2 separate regions of the Gossypium hirsutum genome follow, and region 1 is linked to region 2. The links are chromatin contacts, called in public Hi-C maps. All regions are on one chromosome and are shown on one strand. Each heading gives the region's core, a stretch centred on a gene start, on an enhancer-like site or on the middle of the called end of the contact. The rest is flanking DNA. Distances are from core to core; before and after follow the strand shown.

Region 1 (2,700 bases), core at 128-2,627, 120 kb before region 2:
CCTCTCCATTAACGTCACCACTGCCTGTCATGCCTTCACAAGCTACAATCTATTATTAAAAAATTCCAGTAACTCCTAACCGAGCAGAATAATCTAGTTTACTAATAAATTTATTGTACCTTTGTTTTCCCCGTTTTGAGGGTGATCTGCGACCAACATCCTTATCTCTTTAGCACCCTGCTCAGACCGTCCAGATTGCTCGGACGCTCCGAAATCTGTACCACCAAAGACATGGAGACCTCCGCCTTCTGAAACCGGCGAGGCACTTGAACTCCACACAAACATGTGCAATTCCTTGGCATCATGATTCTCTTTATTATTCTCCTTCTCCTTAGGCTGCTGCTGTGGTTGAACTGGCTGCTGCTGTTGTTGTTGGGTAGCTTTAGCGTTCTTCGTGACGGATGAGAATTCAGGGTTTGGAGCAGGGTAGGATGAAGGAACAGTCTGTGCTGGATAAAATCCAAATCGTGGAGACATTACTGTATTGTTTTCTTCAAAATTGGATGGCCTTGGAGTAGGTCCTCTAGAGGATTGAACAGAGTATAAATCAGCTGGACCGAAATTGGAGTGTCTTGCAGGAAATCCTTGAACACCCATCATGGAGTAAAAGTCGGAGTTGTTGAAATTGGAACCTCTTGGCGTGGGGTTCCTTGAAGAGCTCAAACTGTAGATTTCAGCTCCGGTGAGGTTGGAAGGCCTGGGAGTCAATGCAGGAAGGGAACAAGGCCCCAAAGACCTCCTGGAAGCATTAGATTTCCTGACCTTAACGTGTAGCTTGCCGTCTTCCCCGATTTCAGCGTCGGTTTCGAGGAAGTCGCGGCCGTCAAGTGAAACCACATCGGAATCAACTTTGAAAGAAACAATGGAAGCTGCAGTTTCGGGAAACTGCTCCATGATGAGGATTTTGGCACCGCGGTACTCAAAAAGGAAAAGAAGAAGGGTGTACCAAATGATACACTGGAGAACCACGACTTGGACCATGAGCATCCCGGAGTAGGGACCGTACATAGCGATTAAAAGAGGAATGCCCATGACTAGAGTGTTGGGGAGAGTAGATAAAGAGAAAATGGTGATCATCCATTCTAGGCTTCCGTTCCTTGTTAAATTAGTCCACAATCCAAGAACGAAGAGCATGATGAGCTTTTGAAGGGTGTCGGCTGCTACGAACCTGAAGTTCATGGCATAAGGGTCATTGGTGGAAATGAAGTGGAAAGACAAGAGAGGAACGGCAAATATGGCGACAAAGCGGTTGATACCCGAGCACTGGTCGGGGGTGAATATTTTCCACCAACGGACGGAGCCGTAAGCCAAGATCATAGCAACGTACAGTGGGATCACCGCCGTTAAAACGGTGTAAAGATCGTTCCAACTAATCATCTTCCGATGAAGGAGAAGAAGAAGAATGAAAGGGCAAAATGGGGATAGCAAAAACCGTTATTTAACTAACTTGAGAAGATCTCTGTTTCTAGGACAGGTGCCTGCTGCTTGCGTCTGAAAGAAAGACTGCAAAATTTTTGTGATATATAAAAAGGGTAATCAAAGTAAGGAAGTGAGGAAAGAGAGAAAATGAGAAGCCAGCGTATAATTTAAAAGATATGCAACTTTTAATTTAGAGAGAGGGAATTATATAAGGGAAGGGAAGAAGGTAAAGAGTGAAAATAATACAGGAGTAGGGAGATAAGCAGAGGATGATAGGACACTCAACTATGAAACTTGGGTTAACAATTCACCGCCTCTTCTGGTTAACTTAACTACAGAATTTGGTTAATAATAATAATAATAATAATAATAATAGTAATAATAATAATGTACAGGTGGCTCTTCTAATGTGCCATTGGCTTTTTCCATGACGTGGACGGCCCTCATTTTCTTTTTAATCTAAAACTGCACTAATTAATCAATATAATTTATTTTTATTAACATTCCACCATTTTATTACTTTTTTAATTTAATATATAAATCATTAATTAAAATATTTTTATATATGATTTTTTTATCCATCATATATTAAAAATGTATAATCAACCTTTGAAATATATTTTAAATTTAGTATTCTTCCTTACTTAAATCCCACTAATTTAACATATTATATTCTTTAAAAACAGAAAAAAAATTAAAATACCATAAATATCTTAAATTATTGTTGACAAGGAATCGATCCTTTTAGGAGAAGTTTCATCTTCTGGGAAGTCGACTTCGACCTCAACAATTGAAAGTATTGTCCTTATATCGAGATTTTATCTCTAGCCTCTACAGAAAGCCATGTACAGTTGACGGAGAAATACTTCGATCAATAAAGATAAGTGACTGCAAAACTCGAAATAAATGTTAATACGAGACTTGTGAATAATAATAGAGGTACGTAGAGACATCATAGCTCGAACCATCAATATTGATATTATAATATTAAATTTTCAAAATATAAAACAATTCCCCTGGACATTAAAGCCTAATAAATTTAATAATCTAAAGTTTTTTACTAGGAAAATTATCTCTAATATTCTTTCACAATCTATGAGGAATTGGTAAAAATAAATAAAATAAAATTCTTGTTAGATGGAATCTTTGAAAAAACCCTAGAATAAATTGCTGAAAAGCAAGCCCTCCTAAGTTAACTGTATTACCAAAAAATCAATATTAAATTATATATCTCACTTTAGATAGTAAAATCTTTTAATTTAAAAATAAAAAATTCAAATA
Region 2 (2,700 bases), core at 171-2,670:
TGGCACAGCTACCAATTCCCCTAGTTTACCTCCTGTAGGCCTAGATGGTTCACTGTTGAAGGAACCAGTGAGGATTCTTGAAAGGAGAATGATAAAGAAAGAGAACCATGCCATCACTAAGGTGTTAGTAGAATGAGCAGACACTTTTCTAGAAGATTCAACTGGGAAACTTGGATAAACTTCTAGCAGCAATATCCTACTTTTGATCCTTGAGGACAAGGACCTGCTTGAGGATAGGGGTATTTGTTATGGTATAAAAAGGTAGCAGGGATTCAATATACAATTATGGGATGGGCGTGGGGATAATTACCTTTTAATTTTTAATTATGTAGCTTAAATTTCTTGTAACAACAATGCTTTTTGTGGTTGTTATAGTTAATGAATACGTTACATTTTGGGGAGGAGGATTCAGTTTAGTGAAATGAGGCGTTTTGCCTCAATGATAATAGGTGCTAGTTGTCATAGCCGTTATTTCTCCTTTTTAGCACCAACTAGTGTTGATGGTTGGTTAAGAAAATTCAGTACCATTTCCTCAATCTATTTTCTTTTCCCTCAACCTCTATTCTCTTTTCTCTACCCTATTTTGTGAATATTCTTCTTCTCTTCTGCATCACTCTCATAGTGGCCGGTATACACAACCACCCTTGATCCTTTTAAAAAATATTTTATTATTCCAAATAAAACAAAAACTTTTTCAATTTTTTTTTCATATTCGAATTTCTCTATATCCTTTAAAAAATTTGAAAATCCTTTTCGATTTTTAGGTTAAGGCATTCTCCATCTTATTTCTTTTCTAAACATATTTTCTTTCAAATAAAAAAAATAAAGAAATGGAGAAAGGAAAAACAAAAAGGAACAAAACAAAATAGAACCAAAGAGATCCAGATTTCCTCCTTCAACATGCATGCAACGATCTAAATAAGTTGGAGAAGAAAATGGAAAGAATGGGAAAAAGAGAGAGAGGAAACGACAGTCGCCTTCAAAAATCTCTCTTTTTTTTTTGTTGTTCTCTCTGGTGTTCTTTATTATTTTTTTTATAACTTTTGTCTATTATCGACTCGCTCTACGATTATCCTCCTTTTCATTCTTTTTCATTATGGTCTACTAATACCAATTGACCCCATCCATTTCTCTTGTTTTTACAGGATTCTTATACTAATTCATAATCTCCTTTGGTCTCTTAATGATGCATGATTGTTCAAATTAATCTCATTTTTTATTTGCGGTTCTGTTATTGTGTTGTTGTAACTGCTTTGGTTGATAATAGTTTGCTGATTCGTGAATGTGAATGGGAATGGTTGAAAAGAAAATTATACTCGTGTGCGTGTGTTCACACCGATGTTCGTTGGTGTTCACACTGGTGGCTCCTGTGGTGGTGGCGCGGTGGCTAGGGGTCAGAAACCTTAGCTACCAATTGAAAGATGAATATGCAATGGGCTTGGGCTTAAAAACAATTGGACTGGCAAATATAACTTCGACTCATTTTTTGTAAAATAGAAATAGGCTGCAAATTAAAACGGGCTCAAAATTAAAACAAAGATAAATTGGGCGGCAAGCTTAATTAGGCTCTAAATTAAAAAGTATATATATATATATATTAAAGCACTAAATATTACTTTCCACACTCGACCGGATCCTGAATCAATTTCAAGTATGCATTCAAGTAATTAAATTTCCATACAACCTCAACCAATCACATAAATAAGCTAAATGCATGCACTTTAAACATACTATATACATTTAGAAATTGCACAACATAATTAAAATTTGAATCTAAACTATTATTATCAAAATTCAACATTGTCTTGAAACAAACAGTTCCATGTCTTGAGACGAGTCTTCTTTTGATTTTAGCATTTAGTATTTTTATCTTGATGTGGTTATATATTGAGACTTTAGAATTTATGTTCGGAGATTATATCTTTTATGTCTCAAGATAAGTTTCGAGATGAGAGGTCTTTTTAGTTTAGCTTCTATATTTAACTGTCTCAACAAATTAAAAAAAAAGGCATTATTAAAAAGCTTATTTGGTTTCTTTTCAAAAAAGCATTTAGTTTTTAACATTTAATTTTAGCTTTTGAAATAGAAAAGGAGAACTCCATGAAAAAAAAGAGTTGATTTGAGCTTTAAGAAGGTAATTTTATTTAAAAACTATATATTTTAATTTTTAAATAAATTTTATTTTATTTTAAATAAATTTCAATTTATTATTTTATTTAAGAAAACAACCATAAGTGATATTAACGTCACTCCATACTAAAATTTCAAAGAACTAAAATAAATGAAATTAGAAATAAAAATATAATTTCATTATAATTGAAGCCAAATTTAAATAAATCTAACTTATTTCAATTACAAATCTTTAAAATTTTAAGGGAGAATGGTAAGAAAGAGCCTTGTACTTTAGAGTTTGTTATAACGTGTCCCTTTAAACTTTCAAAAAGCCTAAGCCGATGTACTTTATTTAGGTTTAGTAAAATAGTTCTAAACCCTTCTCTTTTTTTTAAAAAAAAAACAGTTCCAAACCCTAATTGCCTAAGAATTTATGTTGACATCGCATGCGGTCCAATCAGGACACCTTAGACCAGGTAAGTGAAGCTATAGTTAGGAGTGTTTAAATTTTAGTTAAAAGCGAATTAATCAACTGGACGGATCTCATTCGGTTAATCAGTTTATAAGTTGATCTAAATTGGTCGGAGG

The links. Hi-C and Micro-C count contacts between places; a contact is called where the count stands out from the background.
Region 1: a Hi-C map of leaf shows a contact between it and region 2, with 2.3 times the contacts expected there. The contact joins the promoter of LOC107922128 here to the enhancer-like site in region 2. A contact is called at or near these places in 8 of 34 Hi-C or Micro-C datasets (anther, hypocotyl, leaf and 1 more).

The regions. Positions count from the first base shown.
Region 1 is chrD01:47,923,428-47,926,127 of Gossypium_hirsutum_v2.1, reverse strand. LOC107922128 (auxin efflux carrier component 4-like) reads right to left here and starts at 1,377. Exons shown (of 6, transcript NM_001327195.1): 1 at 120-1,377; 2 at 1-33. The coding sequence starts at 1,377.
Region 2 is chrD01:47,802,716-47,805,415 of Gossypium_hirsutum_v2.1, reverse strand. No RefSeq gene overlaps it. Among protein-coding and RNA genes, the nearest start is that of LOC121214181, 31 kb to the left of the region's middle. Within about 2 kb of position 1,420, at least 2 of the 9 cell types and tissues checked have an H3K27ac peak or open chromatin away from gene starts, as enhancers often do. A contact at or near this core is called in leaf, where this site is marked.